2 separate regions of the Rattus norvegicus genome follow, and region 1 is linked to region 2. A link is a contact called in public Hi-C data. All regions are on one chromosome and are shown on one strand. Each heading gives the region's core, a stretch centred on a gene start, on an enhancer-like site or on the middle of the called end of the contact. The rest is flanking DNA. Distances are from core to core; before and after follow the strand shown. Region 1 holds the start of Gtpbp8 (GTP-binding protein 8 (putative)). Region 2 holds the start of Ccdc80 (coiled-coil domain containing 80).

What was found. Hi-C and Micro-C count contacts between places; a contact is called where the count stands out from the background.
Region 1: a contact with region 2 is called in a Hi-C map of the A7r5 cell line, with 5 times the contacts expected there. The contact joins the promoter of Gtpbp8 here to the promoter of Ccdc80 in region 2. A contact is called at or near these places in 4 of 12 Hi-C or Micro-C datasets (the A7r5 cell line, the Rat2 cell line, hepatocytes and 1 more).

What each region holds. Positions count from the first base shown.
Region 1 is chr11:69,447,785-69,454,774 of GRCr8, forward strand. Gtpbp8 (GTP-binding protein 8 (putative)) reads left to right here and starts at 4,017. Exons shown (of 6, transcript NM_001025015.1): 1 at 4,017-4,367; 2 at 4,862-4,960; 3 at 6,413-6,543. The coding sequence starts at 4,029.
Region 2 is chr11:69,222,702-69,229,280 of GRCr8, forward strand. It overlaps Ccdc80 (coiled-coil domain containing 80), which reads right to left and starts at 2,143. Exons shown (of 8, transcript NM_022543.2): 1 at 1,767-2,143; 2 at 1-1,322. The coding sequence starts at 1,311.

The DNA.
Region 1 (6,990 bases), core at 2,767-5,266, 230 kb after region 2:
CTTGTCTGCTATTGATTGAAAAAAAATCTTGATGGAAACATTTTTTTATTTCTTTTCCAGAACCCAAATCATTCTAAGAACTCACCTCCTACATGCCTAGTATTTGATATTTAATCTCCAGATCTCGTTAGAGAAATTTGTCAGCACGGCAGATACAATCTTAAAGGAAGCTCAAAAAGACTTCATAGAGAGAAAAAAAGAACAACAAAAACAACATACAATTCTTTGAAGACATTCTCTAAAGGAACATTAATGAGATATATGAAATTAATATGTATAGATAGATATAAATGAAATTCAATGATTTGGAAAACCACCCAAGATGGTTATGGAAAATATGTTTGTTATTTCTTCAAGATGATATGTAGTGGTTCTCACATATATCCTGTACCCATAGGAAAAAGTTAGGTAGAATCATGATGCAACATGTGGCAGATATTGGAATCACAAACCTGAGTCAGTGTGCTGAGTTATAGCTTATATAATGGCTTCATAGGAAAGTGGCACATAGAATTTAAAATATAATTAAAGAAAAATTTAACTGCCCTGAAGAGATAGCCCCGTGGTTAAAGAGCACTTGCTGGTCATCCAAAGGACCTGGATTTGCCTCCCAGCACCCATGTTGAGACATTCGCAATTTCCTGTAACTCCAGTTCCAGGACCCAACACTCTTTTCTGATCTCTGCTGAAATCCATACATACATGGCACAGGTACCAATGAAAATAAAAACATTAAACTTAAATAATTTATTCTGACAGTTGTTATTACAAGTCAAGCAATTTATGTGTGTGAGTTTCTCCATGTCACTCATCATATAATACCCCCTTGATACTCGAATCAACTCCTTTTCTAGAAAGCATTCAATAATGTTTTTGAGACATTCAATAAAATTTTGAGATAGGCTCTATATAGTCCAGGCTGACCTCAAATTTCGTAGGTAGTTTAAAATGGTCTTTAACTTCTGGTCCTCCTCACTCCACCTCCCAAATGCTACCATTCCACATACCAGCACCATGCTTAGTGCTTAACAAGTACATTGTGATTACTATTGTAAAGAAGGGGAAAGTGAAGGTAAGGAAGGACCGCTTGTAAAAACAATCACTGAGTACTAGTCCATTACCTCCCCCAGTATCCAAAAGCAAGTTTTCCCAGGTTCTCTATTCTTACTTCTATCCAGGCATTCAAAGTATGGTGTGTCTAAACAAGGATAAGAGTTGATCTGTGTGGGTTATGTACTCGAAGACTCTCTGACATCCACGATTCTCTTTACCTGTCTCAGCCTTACAATGCTTACCTTCTTCTTCTTCTTGGATTAGATGGAATCCCTAAACTTGATACCTACTGGATTTACAGAGCTCAAGATCATTCAGAACCAAACAGCCATTCATTTCAGAGACAGACTACAATGGAAAAAAAAACTGTGATGATCTGTAAGAATGGCAAAAATCTCTTCACTGATCTACCAATCTTCTTCCTGTCCTCAGCTAAGCTCAGCAGAGTATTGTCACAGCATTTCAGTCACTTGAATTTTAGTGAAAAATCTTAGCTCTAAATCTGGGTGTGGTAGTGCGTCACTCAAAAAGCTGAGACAGAATGATCATGAATTTGAGGCCAGTCTAACCTATGTAATAGACTCTGCCTCAAAAGCAAACCAAACCAAACGAACAAACGTCTCTAAGGATTATATGCAAAACATGTAGTACCTGTCTACATCATACTAAATTTTTTTCATGTGTTAACTCTCTGGTGAACTAATTCTTCAGTTCTCAAAACCAAAGCCACTTTTTTTCTGAAGGATGACCACAAACGGTTCAACTAGTAAAGAAAACAAGACGTTTATAACATCTGGAAGGAAGCATTCCAGACAAGCAAATGCAGCAACACAGGGGCACATGTGCTCCTTACATTCGTGGGAGAACTTTGACTGTTCTTTGAGACTAGAAGGTACTGCAGGTTTTCACTCTTACTGTAACGGGATCATGTGTGCTGTTACGTCAGGGAGATACCTAAAGGAGCAACAGGCAATGTTACACAACAAGATTTCGGAAGCTATAGCAATTATCTAGGTGAGAGAAGTGGGACTGGGAACACGATGTTAATGTTACGGTCCGAGAATCGCCAAAGGATGATACCCCAGACTCAAATATTATGCAACCGCAAAGAGTGTTTATTCAGCAAAATTCGGCATACAAGGGCCTCCCCATTTAGGAATGGAGACCCCAGTGTGTACTCTGCAGGGTCAATTTAAAGCCCTGTTAGAGTGGGAGTGTCTTTTATCTTTCTTTTTTTTTTCTCGATTAGTTGGCTCTCTCTCCAGGAATATGAGTCCTTTGTGATTGGTTAGGGCTCTAGGGACTTTCCAGGGTGGTAAGACATCCTTGGATTGCCTGTCTGCACTGTGGTTGGCTGACCATGGGTTCCTGAATCTGGGTTCTCATTTCTGGGAAACAGAAACAGGCCTAGTCTCCCCAACTGCCAGTTTACAGCCTGTCATGGAGTCATCCCAGCTCTGGCTAACTCAGTCTCCTCACTAATAGTGGATATGCTAAAGTCTCAAATGTAGGGTGTGTTGACGATTTAAATAAGCGAGACGGCTAGCGGGTAACTGTAGGGTACAAGGAAAGAAATCAAGATTTTTTTTCCCCTCAAGAAAGTCTGTAAAGTTTGACTGGATCAATCGAAAGGGTACAGTTGTTATTTACTGTGATGCGAATGAATGCAAAAACAACAGAACGGCGGGGGTGGGGGGACATTAAGAACTCCATTTTGGACATTGTTATATTGCGCATACATATGTCTTTCTAATTTATACTGTGTTTCCTCACTAGGACTAAATTCTCTTCTCATTCTTAGCCCAGACAAACCTCTGATGTAAGAAACTAGACTCTGACTCCTAATATCTCCTTCCTATGGACAAAACACCAGGAACCAAGATGATGCCAATCAGGTTTAGAGTTATTCCTGGAACCCTACAAGATCCCAACAGATGTGATCTTCTCCAATACTGATTTTGGCTTGATGTTCCTGAATTTTCACAATTATCTGTGCTCTTTATAACTCCTGTGGCAATTCTAATGGGGTTAGCTCTCTTAAGCCCCTCCTTCTTCTAGTTTTCTATCCTCTCCCTAGCAGGTCTGCTATAAGTGTCTAATCTTAGATCTTCTGCCTACACTAGAGATTAGGGAAGAGTTTGATCACTAGAGCCTGCGGAAAATACAGTATATGTTGACTCTAAGGTTTATGTGCCTGGTATATGCAGATGCTTTAAAAAAAATAATGGAGTGACAGAGCGCAGAATGATTAAATGTTTGCGGTGGCTTGAATGACAATGGCCCCCCATGTGTTTGTATGTTTGAATACTTGCTCCCCAGTTTGGGGAACTGTTTGGAAAGGATTGGAAGGTAGGGCCTTGTAGGCTTAGAAGGTGTGGCTGTGTTGGGTGGGTGGTGTGTATTTTGAGGCTTCAAGGGCCTCCTGCTGTTCCCAATTCTGTTTCTGGTTTATGGATCTTTGTCCGTTCTCAACTGCAGCTCCAATGCTGTGCCTGCCAGAGAGATACAGTCCCTTCTCTGAAAACAAGTTGCTATTCCAACCACATTTCTCACCTGCTCATTTAATTTTTGCAAACATGTTTTTCTCAGTTATGTGAACTTATGATAAATGTCAATCAGCAATAAAACGACCGGAAACAGAAGACAAAACGGGGGTTGGAATCCACTAGAGTTTGTCACTATGGCTCCTTCCCTTGAGACTCAAAGATCACAGGACAAGGTAGGTTTTCCGAATCCGGAAACCGCTGAAGACCAGAACACACCAATCTGATACATAGTTGGTAAGGACAAGGTGTTAAAAAAAAAAAGTCAATGGGTTTTCCCCTTTCTATCAGAGGTGATGAGAAGCTTGAACAGGCAAGAAGGCCCTAGAAAACTACAATTCCCAGCAGGCGCCGCGGCAGTGAGATTTCTCTCTTGTGCTGTCCAGGTCCTACGAATAAAATCCAGTCGCGAGGATTCTGGGAGAAAAAAAAATGGCGGCTACTAGGTTATGGCATAGAACGGGAAGGCTCCTTGAGATAGCGTCGGCATTTGGGCCTTGGCCCGGGGTTTACAGCACGTCCCCTGCCTTCGCTGAAGTACTAAGGATGCCACAGAAACAGCTAAGGAAAGTAGTGTACCCGCTGCGGGAACTGGAGCAGCACCTCGTCACGGACTCTAGGCCTGGCCTCATCGAACAGAGACTCTTCGACCCGAGCCTGGAGGACATCGGGAGGGCGGAGAGCGTCTTCGCCGCCACGGTCCGGAACCGCATTGAGTACCTCAGCTCCGCCGTCCGCCTAGACCACGCCCCGAGTTTGCGGCAGCCGGAGGTGAGATTGACCGGCTTGTCTACTGTAGGTGCGAGAGCTTGAGTTCGCTTGCGCTCTTTTCCCGTCACCAGAAAGCTTTTCAAAAGCAAAAGAAAGCACTCAGTGTGGATGCACCGCGTGTGTGCGGTGCCGGTGGAGGACCGCAGTGAGCCCCAATGTGGGTACTGGGAATCGAACTCCGGTGTTCTGGAAGACCAGCCCGTGCTTTTTTATTTTTATTTTGGTTTATGTGTGTTTTGCGTGCATGTATGTCTGTGCACCACATGGCTTGCCTGTTGCCCTCAGAAGACAGAAAAGGACATCAGAGCCCGTTGGAACAACTGTTTCAGGCAGTTGTGAGCAGCCATGTAGACTGGGACTCCAATCCTATAGTAGCAAGTGCACCTAACCACTGGGCCATCTCTCCAACCCTGAAAATACATTTAATAAATAAACCACTATTCAGTTTTGAGAATACTAAGTACTCCATTCTCCTTTCCTCCTTCTCATACTAGGTGTGTTTCATAGGCCGAAGCAATGTTGGAAAATCCTCTTTGATAAAGGCCTTATTTTCCATGGCCCCTGATGTAGAAGTCAGGATCTCAAAAAAACCGGTATGCTGGGTATCTCTTGAATTTATAAAATGAGACCTAAGTATTGGCAGGTGCAAGAGATCATAATTGCTAAATTCCTAGAGAAAAGATTTTTTTTAAGCATGTAATTATTAGTGCCTGTATATTTTCTGCAAAAAGTATGGACAGCTGAATTGACTTTAGTAGTCTTGCCAGTAGCTAAAGGAAAGCATCCTTTGTCTAAAATTTTCCTTAGTTGCCAAGTTAAGTATTTTATTGCTTTAAGTATTTTCTGATGCCTTCTATAATGAGGGTGTAGTTCTACATTGGTTATGGGGTAAAAAGGGTTTAAGTTGCTTTTTCCTCCGTAATCTTGTATATTTTCTCCATTCATGCACTCATACATTCTTGTATATATTCCAGATGTGTGCATTCTTTTACCCAGGGCCATGCTGTGCCTTTCTTCACAGATAACTCTGCTTGACTGGGCTTCTGCTATTTTCTCCTTCCTTCTACTTCCTTTTCAATGATGCAGTCAACTGGTATCTAAAAGAACCTTTTCTCAAAACTCACCCCTGGCCCTACCATAGTGTCTGTCTGAGGAAACACTTCCACGAGCTGTGATGCTCACTGCCTACCCCCCACCCCCCCGGGGAAAGTTTAAGCCCTTTCACAAAGCTAGCTTTTTGCTCCCCACCGCATGTAGTGGGATGTCTGGCTTCATCACTAAGGATTCCATTCTTCACCCCTGTTCTTCCTCAGCAGATAAGACAGCTAAACGGTGAATTCTAAATAGAATGAACTTCATTCTTATAGAAGAGAATGAGAGAGAAGGTGTATTCTTTTCATTTTCAAATACACAATTCCAAAACCACTTTCTAACAGACATTAAGCCAACCAAGAGCCTAATCATTTATAAAAAAGCCCTCTCCTTTGATCCAAGAGTTGACTTTAGTTTGTTCAACTTTCCTTTTCTGATTCCTAAGTGTGTCACAAATGCAGAAGCACAAGTAGCCATAGTTTATCTTTGCAAAACATCTTGGTTTATGGAAACACTAGTCTGCAGATGATGAATGTCAGGCTTTCAATCTGGGAGTTATAAGAGTCTGTATGATAGGACAAATGTTTTTTCAGCACGTTCCTCTGTATACATTGTTCATCAGAGAACTGGCTGATGGCAAGCATACAGCCTAAATCTGGATGGTCTTCAAAGACAGCAAAATAGAAATGATCCTAAAGTATTTTGTCTGTGTATTTCTAATATGAAATGTAAAGTTTTTAAGCCAAGCATATTTTGTAAAATTTGGAAAGATTTAATTATTGGCGGCCACTTCTCTCCACCTTACTTCTCTTTGTATTCACAGTAGTTCAGAGTATATACTTCAACTGTTAATAAGTATTTGTTGATTGAATACTTATGTTGATGAACATTTCTAGGCATGAAATAAAGGATATATTTTAAGCCAGCTTTTTTGTTTTCATTTATTTTATTAGGGGCACACAAAGAAAATGAATTTTTTCAAAGTTGGAAAACATTTTACCTTGGTGGACATGCCAGGGTATGGCTATAGAGCACCCGAAGACTTTGTTGACATGGTAGAGACTTATCTAAAAGAACGAAATAAGTAAGGAACTTTTTTCTTACAGTTGTTATACATTTAGCCCCAAAACACTTTTTAAAATCAAGGGGATTCTACAGATGACAGATACTTCAGACTTATCAAACACCTTACTTATTTAGCCCCAAAACACTTTTTAAAATCAAGGGGATTCTACAGATGACAGATACTTCAGACTTATCAAACACCTTACTTGTAGGTGTACTTTATCCTTCTGTAACTCTACAATATTGCGAACCAGGGTATACACTGCCTGTTTAGCGTCTGCCTAGCTCAGGGAAGTCTTAACTTCATTTATTTTATCAAGCTGAAACTATCAAGAGTATTCTACAGCTAGTTCATCCGTTTCAAACAAAACAAAACAAAAACAACAAAACAAGCTCTTAGCAGGCTAATTTTGAAAATGAAAATTGTTAGCTAATCGATTTAAATAAAATTCAGTAAACTCTGTCC
Region 2 (6,579 bases), core at 893-3,392:
GGCTTTGTTAGGCCTCCTGGTGGCCTGTGGCTTTTCTCTCTGTTGCTCCTTCCGAGGTAGAGGGTAGAGCTGCTCTGAGACTGAGGGGCCCCTGACGGTGGTCATCTCAGCTGTTGCCGGAGGCCTATGGGAGACTGAGAAGGGATGTAGCCGAGATGTCCAGGGCCTCTGAGTAGCTGGATAGGCAGTGGTAGTTGTAGGTCTTGCAGCTACTGTCACCACCCGGGATGTGGCCCGAGTGGCTGTTGTGACTGGAGCAGGAGGAAGCGTGGTGGCCCTTGGAGTCGGGGGAGGTTGAGGAGTGGCTGCCTTGGTGGTGGTCTGCTTTCTTGGAGGCTCTCTAGTGGGGTGGATTTGTGTTCTCCTTGGGTCCTCTTTCCTCTTGTCACTGCCCAGGCCTGTGCTTCCTCCTCCACCACCGCCATTGTTCCCTTCCTGGACCACATGGCCCTCTATGCCCGAGGCCTTACACTTTTGGACAAAACCCTTCTGCCTGATTTTCTCAATCCTGCGGATGGGGCCTTGATCAATAACCTCATACATGGCTTCCAGTCTGACTGGGTAGGGGTAGCGCTCCTCCACCTGGAGGGTCTTTTTCAACAGCACCATGCTAAACTTGCCCTTCTCCAGTTTCAGGAAGCTCATCAGCTTGGGGATGAGATTTGGGTCCAGAGGCTGCTCCAGGATCTGCCCCTCACTGGTGATCCTCCGTACCTTCCCCCCTTCCTCCCCTGCCTGGTGGAACAGCACAATCTGTTGAATGTGCCTTTCTGCCAGCTCACAGTACACATCATCCTTCAGGAGGCTCATCATGAGGCGGTAGTAACCCTCTGAGGCATGAGGGGCTGAGATGACCCACACCCTGTTCTTTCCTGCAAAGCTGGCCAGGATATTGGGAGAACTGGATCCAGAGGGGAATCGCAACATTCTTGTCCGAGCAGAGGACCCCTCATCTCGGACCATCTCACTCGCGGAGCCCCTAGCTATGGGTTTCAACTCAGGTCTGACTGGGGCTCCATTGATACCTGAGGGGGGCGGTCTCACAGTCGGGTGAGCTAATCTCAACACTGGTACACTCTTCCTCCTTTGGAAAGACTGAGGATTTGGTTCTTCCTGAGTGGATTTCTCAACTCCACCAGACCTCCCAGTGTGCCTCAGATATCGAGCTGACCTACTGCTGATTGGAGAAGCCAAAGGTACTTTCCTTCCTGGGCGGCCATCGCTATCCAAGGCAGAAGACTGAGATGCTGATCCACACACCAGCCACATGGCCAAGAGCATGGTGAAGTGGGGTCCCATTTTCCACGTCATTGTGTTATCCACTTGGGGAAGTAGAGGGAGCATAATACAAAAATAAAAATAAAATAAAATGAGAAGGGAGAAAAAGAAAAGAAAAAATCATTAATTGCAAACAGAGTTGGGCATTCTCTCTCTCTCTCTCTCTCTCTCTCTCTCTCTCTCTCTCTTTCCTGGCTAAGGAGAAGGACAGGGGGTAAAGAAGAAAAAGGAGGGAACGCGGAGGAGAGAAAAGGGAATGAGAGCTTCTCTCACGCTGCTGTGATTGTCAGTGCTTAGCAGAGGCAGTCGTTAAGCAGGAAATCCCCCTTTGCTTCCCAGGCAGCCGGCTTGAGGCATGCCTGCTCTGCCTAGGCTGTGCTCCGGATGCACCAGAGACCGTGTAAACGGAGCATTCACATTATGAGCACATTCACACTTCGTGCAAGCAACAAGAGACAAACACCAGAGAGCAAAGTTTGCACACTTACACAGTGGTTCATGGAGATGGCGTGCAGAGGCTTTTAAAAGAAACTTGAAGGTTGGTCCCGAGGACAGTTTCCTAGGTGAGATCGTTTCTCCTTCCTGCCCTCAGTCTCCTTGTGGAGGGTGAGCAATACAAAAGGGTATGCTGGGTTCCTGTCTGCAAAGCGGCCCCAGGGAGGCCAGTCTGGGCTGATTCCTCTTTCTGGCTGTCTTTTACCTTCTGGTCCAGTGGGATGGGGTGACTGTTGCTGTCCCTGGGACTGTTTGTATCTCCATTTGTCTGCAGTTCCTCCTGGATCTGTGTGTGCCGGTCCTTGGCTGCCACAAGGTTTTTCCTAAAAGTGAAGTCCTGGTGAGTTCTGAAGCTCGCTCTTCCCTTCTCTGGAGTTCCCAGAACTTCTTATCACCCTTCCCCTCCCGCAGCCTGGCTGAGCCCCTTTGTTTCCGAGCTTAAAAACACTGGGATTAATATGTTTTCCAGGCTGAGGGAAAACAGAGGAGTGTGAACGTGAAAAGGGGACAATTTCCCCCTTTCCTTCCGTCTCTCCTCCTTTTATTTCTCCCCACCTTCTTTTCTCCTTCCCCCCCCCCCCTTCTCCTTCTATTTCTTCCTCATCTGGATTCCATCCCAGACATGTCAGGGCTACTTCAGGTTTGCTCCAAACCAAACTCAAACAACAGCAGCCACTGGAAATGGAGAAAAATTCACTAAGAATTTAACAGATCAGCAAAACACGCCTCCTTCCCCCCCTCTTCAGTGCACGGAGAGTCCGTGAACCTGGCGAGGAAGGAGAGGGTTGTACTTAGGCTGGGAAAAGTTTTGAAACTCTACACATCACCGTAAATCACTTCAGAATAGGATGACCGACGAGGACTTAACCCCTTCCGTACCGAGCCATGGGGCGGGGCCTTCTTTCCCTGTGGACTCTCACGCTCTCAAGTTTGAACGGGGGAAATGTGAGGACATTGCTCCACCTGACTGGGTCTCCTAGCAACAGCCACTCATTTGGGCCACAGAAATTGGTGTTGCACACGGAGGCAGTACGCATCTATTCATAGTTCCACCTGTGTATTCTTATCTCTTTCTGCCTGTTTCACGCTTTGAGTTTTGGGGTTGGAAAAGCCCATGGAAAACATGACTAAGTTGTCTCTATATTATGCTAATTGGGGCTCGAGTTACTGTGTTCTTGGGATGTATTTCTCCTTGGGATGGGTGGAAGCTGGTAAAAGGTTAGCAATGCAGGCAAAGGCTGCTGTCTCCTGAGACTGAAGTTGGACATTACATCAGAGAATGGGCATTCTGGTTCACAGCTTCTCTCTCTCTCTCTCTCTCTCTCTCTCTCTCTCTCTGTGTGTGTGTGTGTGTGTGTGTGTGTGTGTGTGTGTTATATTATTCAGCTCCCCAGATACTTTAGGAATCTAAAATCCTTAGTCAGGCCCTAGAAGTGGCTTGTATGCCTGGGTGGGGAGATGGCTCAGCTGGTAAAGTGTTTGCTTCTTGAGCATGAGAACCTGAATCCCCAGCACTTACATAAAAACTGGGCACCGAGGCTGTAACCCCACCACTGGGGAAAAGAAGCAGAGGCAGGTGGATCCCTGGAACTCACTGCCCAGCCTGTCTAGCTGAATCAACAAGCTTCAGGTTCAGTGAAAGCCCCTGCCTCAAAAAAGTAAGGTGGAGGGGCTAGTTAGACTCACTGGTTAAGAGCATTAGTGGTCTTTTGAAGAGGACCTGGATTTGATTTCTAACACCACATGGTGGCCCACAGTCATCCAAAGCTACAGTTCCTGGCAATGTGGATCTTTCTGACTTCTGTAGTCACCAGGCATTGTGCGCGCGCGCACACACACACACACACACACACACACACACACACACACACAAAGGAAAAGCTTTCATACACATTAAACAAATAAGGTAGAGAGTGACTGAGGAGGTGTCAGCATCTGAGCTCCACTCCCTGCTATGCGTGCACACAGGTGAATATGCACAGACACACATAAGACACACACCCACACAAACACACTCACACAAAGAAAAAGTTGTATCAGGCTCTATGGGAGAGACTGTGGCAGCTTTCCCACCCACCTTCTGGGTCTGCCATGAGAACTCAGCTTCAGGGGAGAAGAGAAGACATCTCAGGTCCCATGGGCATTCCTCCCACCCTCTCCCAATTACTGTTAACTGTCCACAACAGTGGCAACCAGGATCCAACGAAGACCCGTGAACTAAGCCAGACAAATGGCTTCTCTCAATGGGTGAAAACCTCACCCCCAGTTCCATCCACCCCTCAATCGGCTCCATCTTTCCCAGTTCCATGCGCCTTCCCTGCACATAAAGCTCTGAGCAGAGAGGTAAGGAAATTCCTGTGGGTGGTGTTGGATGTAGCACTCTTATCTCATTGTTCAGAGTGCACAGGATACCACCAGGCAGGAAGGATGTACATACCTGGGAGGTAATAGGATGACTTCCCTCCCCAATTAAGGCTTGGCAGAGGCTTGGGATGTTTCAATACATTTCTTGTTACCACACAAATGATTAAGTGGATGTGATGCTGACGTTCAGACATGGTGTCCCACATCGGGGTTTCCTGCCTTTGTTTTCCATTTTCTGCCCACATTCTTCCTTTTTTAAAATACACTCTCAGTTTCTTTGTGGTTTCCATTTTCATAAAAGAATCTCTCATTGTTTTGTTCAACCAGAACAATGCTTTCAGAAACAATTGGTCAACTCAGCTTTTGCCTTTCTCAGTAGATCCTTGAACATCTCATCCTACTTCCTTAATCTTGTATTTTGAAGAGGACCTGGATTTGATTTCCAACACCACATGGTGGCCCACAGTCATCCAAAGCTACAGTTCCTGGCAATGTGGATCTTTCTGACTTCTGTAGTCACCAGGCATTGTGCACGCATGCATGCGAGTATTCCACGAACCCTCCCAAACCATGTGAACAACATTGGACAATCCGTGCTCCGTGGGGAAGTAAAGCTGAGGTAGTTATGAAAGCAAGCTGGCAGCATCCATAGGGAAAGCCACCAAAACTCTGAGCTGCCTTTCTCTTCCTGGTACCTCAGGCTCTCCTTCCGTCTCCGACATTGTGTCAGTAGGTGGCGCACTAAGCACACGAGCAGAAACAGACCTTTCAGCATCTGCTCCACTCAGGGCCCAATTGGGATTTCTCCTGCTTGCTCACTTTAATATCTTGCTGTTGAAACCCTAACTGAGACCTCAGAATAGCTATTCGGTGATGTCTGGGATGCAGGCCTCTAGGAAGAACGATTTAAAGAACAAATTTGCATCTACCCCTTTATGGGGAGACCTAAAATGATTTGTGGTTTAGGAGGATCTGAATTTCTAGTTTTGAAAGTTTCTCATTTAGATCAGTCCTTTATCCTGCAACCTAAGAAAGAATTGTTTAGGGATGGGCAGATCCACAGGAGATACTAGGACTGAGAGATGTCTACACAGCCAAAGGGAAAACTATACATAGATTCATTTAGGAGGATCATTTGAGTTTGTGGTTGGTCTTTTGAGACAGGATCTCCTTGCAAAACCCTAGCTGTCCTGGAATTCATGCACAGACCAGACTGGCCTCGAACTTACAGAGATGTGCTTACCTCTGCCTCCCAAGGACTGGAATTAAAGATGTGCACTCTCCGTGCCTCCACCAAGAATAGAAGTTATAAATGCCAGCTTAGAGATTTTGTGACAGGAAACTACCTGGTTTGGTTGCATAGTAATTGAATAGGAGGGAAGGAAAAGGTTTGAGGATTGCTTTAGAGAAATGAGGGAAGGAGGTTGTGGTGGTTTGAGAGAATATGGTTCCCATAAGCTCATAGGGAGCAGCACTGTCAGAGGTGTGGCCTTTTTGGAGTAGGGGTGGCATTGTTGGAAGAGTCTCAGTATCTTCCTGCTGCCTGCAGACTCAGATGTAGAACTCTCAGCTCCTCAAGCACCATGTCTGCCTGCGTGGCCCCAGGCCTCTTGCCATGACAATAATGGGTTAAACCTCTGAAATTTTAAGCCAGCTCCAATTAAATGATTTTCTTTATAAGAGTTGCCATGGTCACGTTGTTTCTTTACAGCAATGAAACCCTAATTAAGACAGATGTGGTTGTCTAATGAAAATGGATGTGGGTACAAAGAGAAAGGCACCCAGAAAGGAGGCTCCTAGCTGGTTGAACCCACATTCATAGAAATGTTCTGTCCCAGGCAGACCAGAGAACCCAGGTTTCCCATCACCTGCAGAGAGCTCTCTTGCACAAAGTAACATTCAATAGATGTCACTGACCTGAATTCAAAGCACTCTTCTCTTGCCTGGAAAATCATTTGCTTAGAAGGAAACAAGAAGCAAAGAGGGAAGAAAATAACCGAACATCTCAACGTTATGGGACAGGGCGCAAAGGGAAAAAGGTAACCCAGTGCATCAATGTCACAGGACAGGAAAGCCACCTTCCCTGCTCTGGGACTCCCTTCTCACCAACAGGAAGCCTAGCAGAGCTATTTGGTCATACCTTGAGGTTCATACTGAGCAGTCACACAGCACACATGGCTGTGGTTTCTCTTTCCATTCTCAGACTTCAATCAGACCTTCTTCTTCTTCAGCCACAATTGTGCTCTTCAGCATGCAAATGAACTCTCCTCTCTCGATATTCGAAGTAAAGGAGGAGATAAAGGGAAAACAAAAAGAGAGGAAGGTTAAAGGGGGAACCCCACCATGACCATTAACTCAGGATGCTGAGGAAGCCCAGAAAGGTTCCCAGAAAAGATAACCCCAAAACAAAGAAATACTTGAAATTGATCTCAAACTACCAAC